Linked DNA regions of Sus scrofa: region 1 is linked to region 2. The links are chromatin contacts, called in public HiChIP or PLAC-seq maps. All regions are on one chromosome and are shown on one strand. The core of a region is the stretch at or near the end of the contact, and the rest is flanking DNA. Distances in the headings are between cores, read along the strand shown.

Evidence for each region. HiChIP or PLAC-seq counts read pairs in DNA pulled down with a chosen protein or histone mark.
Region 1: an H3K27ac HiChIP or PLAC-seq map of alveolar macrophages shows a contact between it and region 2. The contact joins two enhancer-like sites. A contact is called at or near these places in 2 of 47 Hi-C or Micro-C datasets (both in embryonic fibroblasts) and 1 of 2 datasets of contacts at active chromatin or transcription factors (alveolar macrophages).

The regions. Positions count from the first base shown.
Region 1 is chr6:105,945,664-105,951,922 of Sscrofa11.1, forward strand. All of the region lies in intron 2 of COLEC12 (collectin-12), which reads left to right. Among named protein-coding and RNA genes, the nearest start is that of THOC1, 90 kb to the right of the region's middle. Within about 2 kb of position 3,843, at least 4 of the 83 cell types and tissues checked have an H3K27ac peak or open chromatin away from gene starts, as enhancers often do. A contact at or near this core is called in alveolar macrophages, where this site is marked.
Region 2 is chr6:105,710,829-105,716,475 of Sscrofa11.1, forward strand. No RefSeq gene overlaps it. Among named protein-coding and RNA genes, the nearest start is that of CLUL1, 6.3 kb to the left of the region's middle. Within about 2 kb of position 2,868, at least 5 of the 83 cell types and tissues checked have an H3K27ac peak or open chromatin away from gene starts, as enhancers often do. A contact at or near this core is called in alveolar macrophages, where this site is marked.

The DNA.
Region 1 (6,259 bases), core at 2,593-5,092, 240 kb after region 2:
ACAAGAGAGCACCTGCCTGGGGGAGCAGTGGCAGGGGGCAGAGGAGAGGGAAGCAAAGTCCTTCCCTGCTCTGAGGACCAGGTATGCAGGTATGAGACCTTAGTATTGGAAGCAGATTGGCCATTTGGTAACTGAGAATCACCACATTTGTTTTTATTTTTGTTTCTTAAAGTTTTATTAAAGTATAGTTGATTCACGATGGTTGTGATAATTTCTGCTGTACAGCAAAGTGATTCAGTTATACATGTACAGATATTTATTCTTTTTCAGATTCTTTTCCCATTTAGATTATCAAAATATTTGGTACAGTTCTTTGTGCCATACAGCAGGTCCCCATTGGCCAGTCATTCCATATACCTCAGTGTACATATGCCAGTCCCAGACCCCCAGTCCATCCCTCCCCGCCACCTGTTCCCTTTGGTAACGGTAAGTTTGTTTTCAAAGTCTGTGAGTCTGTTTCTGTTCTGCAAGTAAGTTCATTTGTATCCTTTTATTTATTTATTTTTGGATTCCACATGCAAGTGATATCATATGATGTTTGTCTTTCTCTGACTTACTTAGTATGATAATGTCTGGGTCCATCTGTATTGCTACAGACGGCATTATTTCATTCTTTTTATGGGCAAATACTAAGAATCAGCACATATTAACAGTTAGATCGGCACGCTTTTCCCTCCCTGATAACACTGGCTCAGTTTTGCCCTAGCTGTCCAAAGAATTTATATGACTGTTGTGCAGATATTTGTTTCATGTTCTAGTTGGTTTCTCCTTCACTCACTAGAAGTGGCTCTTCCTTACTCACAGAAGTCATCCATGTCATCTGTGTGTCCCATCGAGTGAGGCACAGACACGCCACTTCAGGGTCTCCCAGCTTGTTGGGACACAAATGACTCGATGGCAGGGACCTTCCTTTTAGTCTCTTCCAGGAAGCCAGTTGTTGTTTGCTTATATTTCTCCATTGCAACGGCTCTCCCCTTTCTCAGGTTCTGTCTGGAGACTCACAAGTCTTCACGCTTTTCCTCCAAACAAAGTCTTGTTTCCGTCCCCTACTCTGTGATTCTTTCCATCCTACCCTGGGCCTGTACAACAGATTGAAAGCCCCAGGGCCCACCTGGAGTCCCTGACTTTCCCAGCTCTGTTTGGATAAACATTTCTCTTAAATGACTTGTGCCCAGTGGCAAGTGAACAGGGCCAGAAACCAGCTCTGAGCCAAGAAGATTTATGCCTGTGCAGCAGTCCTATAGATAAAATGTAGTAAATATTTATTTATTCATTTTATATATGTGTTATAAATATTTATTGTAAATATTTATTACAAATATATTATTTATGTATTAGGGTATACAGGGCCCCACAGAGTCATCTGGGGCCCTGTATACCCTAATAAATTAGTGCTTCTGATTTTATAAGCACTGTCATAACCACAGTTATAAGTGGGATTTTTCCTTTTACTCTAGTATATGTTCCTTTGCTTTACTAGGTGTTGTTTATTAGGTGTTGTTTCCCCCAAGTGTTGTATAAAGGGACAGATTGTTTCAGGGCAACCAGTAAGTTGTATTTACAGGTGGCTGGCTGTCTTTACTAGCTTTGCTGCTAGAACACAACTGCTTTCCAGCCGGAAGGAACCTTGCAAAGTAGCTGGAGCTGTTAGGTCCAGACTTCATCTAGAAGCTCAGTTAGGAACAGATATTTAGTGAATCACTGAATCCTTCTTGTTCAGTTCCTCTCCAGGGCTGTGTGTAATGTGAAGTGAATGAGATAGTGCTCTCTTTGCATTCCCGAAATGACACTGCCAGCTCAGCATCAATAGGACCTGAGCTTCAAGTGGCTTTTGCAACATTAGGGTGGGGCTTTGCTGGCCCAGGAAAGAAGAGCCCTACCCAGGCTCTGTTCTAGAAGGGGTATGTGTCCTTGTTCTGGCAAGCCTCCCATTGTGTAGTGCACCTTCTTAACCAAGTACATCTTCTTAACCAAGAGGAACTACTCTTTTACCACAAGAGATTTTAAAGAATAATAAGCAATGGACTCACACTATGTTCTAAACTACATACAGGTTTCTAGGAGTTTATGTAAACCAATAAATGATGCATATTAGAAATAAAATAGGGCATCAGTGGTGGAGAACATATATACACAATCTCAAACAATATGAAATTCTTAGGGCAAAATCACTTAATTGCATTTCATGCTCAAAGAAATGAATTTTATTGCCCAAATGACCAAACAGTTCCTAATTAGAGTTATCAACTGGTTAAATAGGCTGAAAGAAGGAGCGGCTTTAGACAAGTTCCTCCCAACAATGACCAGGCCACACCTAGCGCAGGGTTTTCTCCACCTCCCCAGTGAATGCGGAAATTGGAATTAGTATCAAGATCACCCACCACTGATGCCCATTGAATAGTGGACCAGAGCTGATGGGGCCCTGACCAAACTTTGCACTTTGCTGCTGTAGGATGTCAGGTTCAACAGGCATCCTGCCTCCACCATGAGCGGCTCAGCTTGCGTATTTCTGATGTTTTCCCATTTCTGTTTCTGGATCCTTTTGTTGCTGTAGCAGACATTTGTGAACGTACAGAGCTCCTTTGGACTCTTGGATTTTTTCTGCCTAGCAGGTGGGGTCTTAATTCCTGCATGACTTTAGGAGGCCAAGGGAATATCTTCCAGACTCAGGGTTGTCATTTGAAGGCCCTTCCTCCACGTGAGAAAGATATTCACTTTCAGGGTGGCTGGTCAGGGTTAAGTCAAACCTGTGTAGGTGGTATGAAGTTAACAGACATGTGGGAATTGAACCCTAAAATAAACATTGTCAGTTTCTCTGGGAAAGTAAGGTTATCTCTTCCTGCAGGGATTATGAATATACAATTTTTTTTTTTTTTTGGTCTTTTTAGGGCCATACCAAAGCATATGGAGGTTCCCAGGCTAGGGGTTGAATCAGAGCTGTAGCTGTCGGTCTACACCACAGCCATAGCAATGCCAGATCCGAGCCACATCTGCGACCTACACCACAGCTCATGGCAATGCTGGATCCTTAACCCATTGAGCAAAGCCAGGGATCTAATCTGCATCCTCATGGATACTAGTCAGATTCGTTTCTGCTGAACAAAGACAGGAAATCCTGAATATACAATTTATGAACTGTCCATGAAAGCTTTAAATTCAGAATTTCTTGTGTTCACAGATCACTAGTAGGAACACATATACTCTCTCTCTTACCTGTATGGGGAAGGAAGGAACAGGGCAGACTCTACCAGGAACAGCCTGATGGTGTGATTCTATGGACAGAACAGTTGTTTGACTTGTTTAAATATAACAAGTTTGAATGGCATGCTGCCAAACTGTAACAACAAGTTCTCCAGGAGCCAAACCCCTGATTTGTAGTGCCTGCCAATTTCAGTGGTGTAAATACTCCCAGCCTGACCAGCTTCAAGCTGCCAACTAAAGTCACTGAATATGGAGTGTGAAGAGGTATGAACAGTTGGCTGTCACCAGTCAGTGTCAGCTGGCCCCAGCACACCCCTGAGAAACAATGGGAAAGCATGAGTATGAATATGGCCTTGGAAATTCTTTTTTAAAAACATCTCTACTGTCTGAAAAGTTACTGTCTGAAGGAAGTCACCGTGTGTGTGTTAGTGTGTGTTGTGGGTACATACAAATGTATATTTTTTTCATGTACTTATTTCAGTTTCAGACAATTTTCCAAATTTAATGCTGTAATTTATGAACTCTTTATAAAGGCATGGAAATTTTAATAAGCATGTATTTTCCCACTTACTTTACACTCGATTATAATTGATTGCATGCCTTCTGACTTTTTGGTGTAGTGGTTTTCCACTTTTATTTTTCCAGTATCATTCTGTCGACCTCTACAGCCAGAACTGTCTGCGTCATGAAAAGATCTCTTCCTCTTTCTGTCCTGTGTCCAGTTTTAATAGCAAGTGTGACTACTCAGCTGGTGAGTTGGTGCTCTTCACTGAATCTGGGGGCCACACTCCCCTTATGAGGGGTCCTGTGAGCTGTAAAATAGATCCTTTCTATTTTCCTTATTTATTTTTACCAGATATCCCCCCTCATCTGGGTTATTTCAAATCAACTGACTTCCCATCAAGGTTCAGAACAAAGGCTACCTTCATTACAGAAAAGAAAATTACTTTAAAATGCCAGCAATAAAATCTCTCTCTCTGTCTTGGCTCACTTTTCCTTTAAGTGTCCTCACCTATAGTCTTCATTTGAAGAAAGTGAAAAACACATATTCACACAGGAATGAAGAGTGTCTGTCAGGCTGATTGATATTTTCACTTACACTGAGGCCCCCCCCCCATTTTTTTTCTTCATTGAAACACTAGTTTTGTTGGTTTAAAAAAACTCAGGTAGATATGTAAGAGATCATGTATTGTCTTTTTATTTTTTGTCAGCACCTGCCACAAAGCCTTATTTCCACATGTCCCAACACTGCCTCAGCGATAAAAAACAAATACACTGTCATTAAGTGAGACGTGCCCACTCTGTTCAGCCATCTCTAAATGACACTTTAAAACAATGACCCTCAAGGCAAGTGTTGGGCTGTGGGTTTACTTTCTCACCTCAGCCCCATCAGATTTCATTTTGTGAGTGCTGAGGGACCCCCAAACATAGCCCTGTGGCTGGGAAGGTCCTACAGGCATGGTTTGCATTCCTTTAGTTAGTAAATCCCACCATACTCCCTGCTCCTGTGGGCAAAAGAATATGCTTCCTTTCAGGCTGTGGGTTCCTCATTGTTTGGTTGCAAGATGTCCCGTGTGTCTGCGTTTTAACTGTCAGGCCCCTGAGCTGAATGCCTCTCCCAGGATGTCTACACCCTGGCCTGCAGGACAATGAGATCAGCATGTCACTTGTCACCTAGGAGGCTGGACACAGAGGTGGGAGAGAAAGTTGTGAAATCCCTGCACCTGGCGCTATTGCTAGTGTGTGTGATTGAGTGTCCCTGGAGTGACAGAGCCCATCTTCCACTGGCCAGGATCTCCACCCTGGCCTGTATTTGTGAACCTACAGAGTGTACAGAGTACAAGAGAGGCCTGGTTTGTTCTAAGAAATGCAAAAGCAGTCCTGCAGACAAATTAAGTCCCCATGCCATGGCAATAGCCATGAGGATGAAGCCATGACAATGGCTTTTAAATTATTTGAAAAACAGGAGTTCCTGTTGTGGCTTAGCGGGTTAAGAACCGGACTAGTATCCATGAGGATGCAGGTTCAATCCCTGGCCTCCCTAAGTGGATAAGGATCCAGCGTTGCTATGAGCTGTGGTGTAGGTCACAGATGCAGCTCGGATCCCATGTTGCTGTGGCTGTGGCCAGCAGCCTAGCTTCGATTCGACCCCTAGCCTGGGAACTTCCATGTGCCACGGGTGTGGCCCTAAAAAGTAAAAAAGAAAAAAGAAACTAAATTATTTGAAAACATATGAATGAGCCTAATAGATGTATGCAATGTGAATGTCACAGGTGCCCAAGCAATTCAGGCCCAGCTGGGCTTGGGGCAAGACTAATTAGGAAAGGATTCATCCAGGAAGAAATTTGTGAGGAAGGTTTTAAAAGAAGTCATTTGGTAGAGTGTTACAGGGAGAAGGAGGGTGAATCTCAAGACATGGAGAGAAATGGGAAGACTCAGGCCATGGCCCACCAGCCAACCCCGACGCCACACTCCTACCTGCACTCCTTCAAGCTTTGGCTCAAATGTCATTGCCTGAAGCCTCCTCCAACCACCAGCTTAAATTGCCACTCACCTCCTCTCCCACAGGCTCTTTGTGCATTCCTTTATTTTTCTCCATCTCATTTATCACCCTCCAAAGTATTAAAATATCCCCCCCCCCCCGTATAAGTTCCATAAGGACAGAGATTGTTGTCTGTCTTATTCCCCAATATACTTAGCACTTGGCACATACCATCCTTGTTTCTTGAATAAGTGGGATGTAGTAAGAAAGAAGTCTGGTGGGCAGTGTTTTGGGGTCTAAAGACCTCAGGTGGAGAATGTGGAATCCTGAGTGCTCAAGCCCAGGCCAGCCTGGGAGGGCAGTCAAGGTCATTGTGCCATGGTTTCCTTACTGGTAGGATGAATGTTGGTGAGATGACGGCTGATGTCCTCTGAGCTGCACTGCTCTGAGAACCCACAGGGTCAGAAGGCAATGTGGTGAGCATCTTGGACTCTACTTCAAGCCACCTGGAGCTGTTACTGAGAGAGAAAATTTCTGAATCATGGGGTCAAGCTGGTATTTGTAAAAAGAATCATT
Region 2 (5,647 bases), core at 1,618-4,117:
CTCTCCCACTTGGAAGGAAGTGTTAGTTACTCTGGTAGAAGTCCCTTCTTCTGCCATAAAACAAAAAAACAAGAAGGGAATACATAGGAGAAGTAAAATAAAAGACAAAAGCATAAAGATCCAAATACATGATTTATGTAGATTATAGTGAAACTGTGGGTAATCATTAGTCAAGTCCATTTCACCTGCCTCCACTAATCAACGTCATTGCATGTCCTCCAACAGCATGTAGCCTAAGCAATAAGATGTTTGCCCAAGTTCTTTTTCAGGAACCTGGAGTCAGTTGTGTTTAGTTGGAAGTGAGCTGGATGCGACCACTGGCACTCCAGATGGGCATGTGCCATTGTCCACTTGGTGACTTTTTGATGTCAGAGACTGAAAACTCCACCCTTAGATCATGCTAAGTGCTCCATTTTTGGATGTGCAGAAGCCTTTGCAGAATGACAATTACCACTCCTTTTCCCAAGCATTTTTCCCTCACATTCCCCACACTCCCCACCCCTCAGACCAGCCAGCTTCGTTATTCTTTATCCCTGAAATACCCCCAGCCCTTTGCCTTTTGGAAAGTGGATCTGAGACTTGTTCTCCCATCTTCTCACTTAGCTGCCTTGTGAATAAACCCTCTCTGCTCCAAATCTGGGTGACTCAATGTTTTGGCTTGCTGTGTGTTGGGCAAAATGACCTGGTTCAGTAATAATAATGGTAATTAATTTCACTGGATCTATTTTCTGCCTCCCTCCCTCCTTTCCTTCCTTTGTTCCTTTCTTCCCTCTCTATCTTTATTTATTTTGCCATTCATTTAATAAACAAAGATATAATTCACATCAAAAAGCAAAAAATTAGTAGTAGAGTGTTAATTAATTATTTATTTATTTTTTGGTCTTTTTTTGTCTTTTAGGGCTGCCCGCATGGTTCCCAGGCTAGGGGTCCAATTGGAACTGTAGCTGCTGGGCTACTCCAGAGCCAGCAATGCAGGATCTGAGCTGCTACTGCAACCTACACCATAGCTCAGGGCAACGCTGGATCCTTACCCCACTGAGCAAGGCCAGGGATCCAGTCCTCATGGATGCTAGTCGGGTTCACTACCACTGAGCCATGACAGGAACTCCCGAGTGTTAATACGCTCAAAAATTTCCCTCTTTTTGGGCAAATGTTGGCTAGCTCTCTAACAGAGAGGGCCAGTGGTATTGTCTAAAGTTTATGGATTTAAGAATCAGTTTCCATCAAAATCCTTGTCACACACTGGGCCCTGGATTTCTCTGGGTCCTCATCTAAAGATGAGAAGTTATTGGAAGAAATAATCTCAACTGTTACTCCCAGCTCTAAATTTCTGTGATTATTATTCATTTATTCTCATCAAGCTTCAACAAATTTGAGTAAATCTGTAAAACAATATATTACAATTACCTTATCTCCTGTTTAGAGTTGCTGAACAGGTCAAATTAGTTAACACAAATGAAAATGTTCTACTGAGCCATAAAGCATGATGTAATTGGAAAGTAGACCAACTACCTCTTTTAAAAATTCAGACTAAACTAAAATGATTATTTTAGGCTCATATAACACAGGCAGCAAAAGTAGGCATTGAACCCAGACTTCAAAGTCTTTTATGAAAAAAATCAACTTTGAAGACAACATGAAGAAATTGTATCCCAAGTTTAACCTTATCATGAAATCAGACAGAATTTATCTATACAGACCAGTGCCACATAAACTTAATCATTGATCAGGATGTACAGAAATATCGAACACAGTCTATAATTTCCATCACAAGAAAGCATGGTTCCTTTCTTGCGTCTGGGAATTTCAGTCTTGGACCAGTTCCTTCATCATCAAATGTGTGTTGGGCAGATTTATGTTCCCCACTCTGAGGTACTGAGGGTACCAGGAACAAAACAGATGGTCCCTCCTCTCTGGGAGCTCCTGTTACACCCCAGGGGGAGCGAAGTGGACACAATAAATAAGTAAGCAAGAACACATCAGATCAGGAAAGCTTATAAAGAAAATAAAGCCGGGTATGGGGTTGTGAGTAATTTGGAAAGTGGGGGTAACTTTAGGTCAGGTGGCCAAAGGAGGTCCCTCTGAGAAGGGGACCTATAGCTAACATCATCCCCTAGAGCAGGGCCCAGCACCAGATGGAAAGCGGAGGCTGAGCCATTTAAAAATGAGGAATTTCAGGATGCCAACGGCAGAGCATTAAACTGATACCAGAGCATGGGGTGAAGGACGTATGTGCAGGAAGCCGGGGCTACCTGGAAGACAAGAGCAAGAGCAAGGGTAGGAATCAACCTGGTGCATTTGAAGAACTGAAAAGCGGCCCACGTGGTGGAGGCAGCGGGAGGAAGGGGAAGTGGGATGTCAAGTGAAGAGGAAGACGATGCATATCGAGGGATGGGCGGGGCCCTCAGTAACGACTGTTTCTAGTAACGGGATCATTGCGGAGGACTGTACAAAGGGCGATGATATGGTCTGGCTGCCTGATTTTAAAAGACTCGAATCTGACTGGAAACCATAAGCTTGTGGGCTTGATCCCTGGCCTCCATCGGTGGGTTGGGGAGTGGGGATCCAAGCGTTGCCGTGAGCTTCGGTGTAAAGTCGCAGAGGCGGCTCAGATCTGAAGTTGCTGTGGCTGTGATGTGGCTCCAGTTCTACCTCCATGTGACGCAGATGCGGCCGTAAAAAGCAAAAAAAAAAAAAAAAGAGAGAGAGAGAGAGAGAGAGACTACTGTGGTTGCCATGAAGGATGGTTCATTGCACAGTCAGGGCAGCCAGTGAGGGAAGCGGTTTTTCATCACCAGGACAGACGGCTACACAAGGGCGGCTCCTTGGGCAGAGTGAGAAGTGGCCTGATTCCGGCTTACTTGGGAGGCAGGGCTGGACTATGAGTTGAGGGAAAGGGCAGAATCACGCGGGGACGGCTGGGGTTGTGATGAGCTAGGGGTGGACTGTGACACCATCTCCCCGATGAGAAAGGCTAGGGCATGTGGCCCTTCCTTCCCCCACCCTCTCCGACACTCAAAGCCAACCTTCTGCTGGCAGGTTTCTCAGACCATGTGGCCCACAGGCATTTCAGACTCAACAGTTCCTAATACAGCTTTTTCTCCTCAGGCTCGCCTTACCATGGTTTCCCTGTCACCAGACCTAGACATTTGGGAATTAGCCCAGACTTTGCTCCCTCCTTCAGTCCAGTGGCCAACCCAAGCAGACTGCCAGATGATGTGTTGTATCTGGGCTCACAGAATGTCAAGACTCATGTGAGTTAATGGTTTTAGAAGCATTATTATTGACAAACTAAAGCATGTAGGAATCAGCAGACCATCAGAGCGAATAAGTGAAATCATACATAATGAAAATCAACCCTTTCTTTAAATTCTGGCCACATTGTTATGACTCTGGCAAATGTGTTTTAATTTGGTTCTTGATCTCCATGGCAACAGGATGGGTAAAAATATTAGATTGGATTACAACTGTAGCCTATCTCAATGACCTGTGAAAGAGTAAATCTATCAAAGTTGTGAATTAATATGATTATTTCCTTATGGTAAGTGAAAGTGAATATTTTTTTATGTATTTAATTATTGTTTTGCTTTTTAGAGCTGCACCCGAGACATACGGAGGTTTCCAGGCTAGGGGTCAAATCGGAGCTACAACTGCTGGCCTACGTCACAGCCACAGCAATGCCAGATCCGAGCCACATCTGTGACCTACACCACAGCTCATGGCAACTCCAAATCTCTGACGCACTAAGCGAGGGCAGGGATTGAACCCACATCCTCATGGATACTAGTTGGATTTGTTTCCATTGTGCCACAATGGGGACTCCCAAAAGTGAATGCTTTTTAAAAATTATGTGTCCACAATAAGAAAAAAACCCAAATTCAGTCTCTGGGGATAGAACATGATGGAAAATAATATAAGAAAGGGGATGCAGGAATTCCTGTTGTGGTGCAGTGGAAGCGAATCCAATTAGTATCCATGAGGATGCAAGTTTGATCCCTGGCCTTGCTCAGTGGGTTGGGGATCCCGAGTTGCTATGGCTATGGTGTAGCCTGGCAGCTGTAGCTCAGATTCAACCCCCTAGCCTGGGAACTCCTACATGCGGTGGGTTCAGCCCTAAAGAAGAAAAAGAAAAAAGAAAAAAAGAAAGCGAATGCATATATATGTATGACTGGTTCACTTTGCTGTACAGCAGAAATTGGCACAAATTGTAAATCAACTATAGTCTAATATAAATTAAAAAACAGTAAAGAAAAAACCCAACACCTCTCTGATCACCAAGATCAAATAATACCTAACAGAGTTGTGCATTACCTGTTCTGGCCTTTGTGTCTGTCAGAATCCTGGAATAAAATAGACTTTATCTTATAGGACTCAGATGAAGAGACCCTAAGGACAGGTGCTCACCAGTTACTCTGGAAATTTGTGACCACTCCCGAGGCTGATGCAAGGAGGGGCCCCCGTGGTTTTGGTGAGCAGGAGAGGGGCTGTCTGGTGAGAGAGGTGGTCCTGGAAGGGGACCCCAGGGATCCAATGAGTATGAGGCCGGGTGATGCCTGGGTTCAACCTTCTTGGGGCACAAAGCTAGGCAGAGAAGTGGGGGTGAGGTGGCTACAAGCAGATGCCAGGCACAGCCCCACTCTCGGTCTGTGGACCAGGCGAAGGCTCCCTAATCTTTGCCAGTGCATTTTCAGTAGGGGATTGAATTCATCATACTGCCCTGTGCAGCTGATAAGCTCCATCTCCCTCCCATCTAATTATCTTCCATAGATGGAGAGGAATGCACATCACTGTGAAAGAAATTTTAGGGGACCTACTAAAACTATTACACATATTTTATTAACACTCCAAAGTAGTGGGAACTGAAGGTAAACTGAACTTGCTGGTTGTGGGGGTGGGAAGTGGCGGAGGAAGGGGGAGGGAGGAAGCGGGGAGAGAAAGGAGCCAGATGCCCGGGAGAGCTCATGGTCAGAATACTCTGGGAGAAATCATATCTAAAATCACCTTAGGCATGTGTGTTTGATGTTTTAATTTTTATTGTAATTTTTTTCTCCTAATCTCTAAATCTTCAATAAAATCTCTTATTTGAGAAGAGACTTTCCTAGCCTTCTGGATCTACAAAAAGAGTCTTCAGTTAGGCCAGGGTGAGTCTGAGGGGAGGGAGCTAAAGGTTTTGGATTTTTTTTTTTTTTTTTTTTTCGGGTCATACCTGCAGCATATGGAAGTTGCCAGGCTAGGGGTGGAATCGGAGCAATGTGGGATCCTTAACCCACTGAGCAAGGGATCGAACCTGAGTCCTCAGGGATACTAGCCAGATTCCTTACCACTGAGCCACAACAGAATGTCTGGTTTTGGATTATTTTTGAGGTTGACTAATGTTTTGGCTTTTCCTGGCCTGGGGTGGGGTGAGGGGGGAGTAGTGGAAATGAGGGTAGGGGTCCCGGCCAGTATGTAGAGATATGGGCCCTGGGACTTCAGGAAGAAATATCATGAAGAAAGAAAGAGAATGCTGCATTGCATTCTCTCTCTGCAGCATTCTGGGGCCTAAGAGGGAGGTGGTCCACAGTACCCTGAGCTGTGTTCTGCTCTGTGCTATATCCTTCTTGGGTCAAGCCTGGCTGTGTGATATTAGGAGTCAGCCACACAGGAC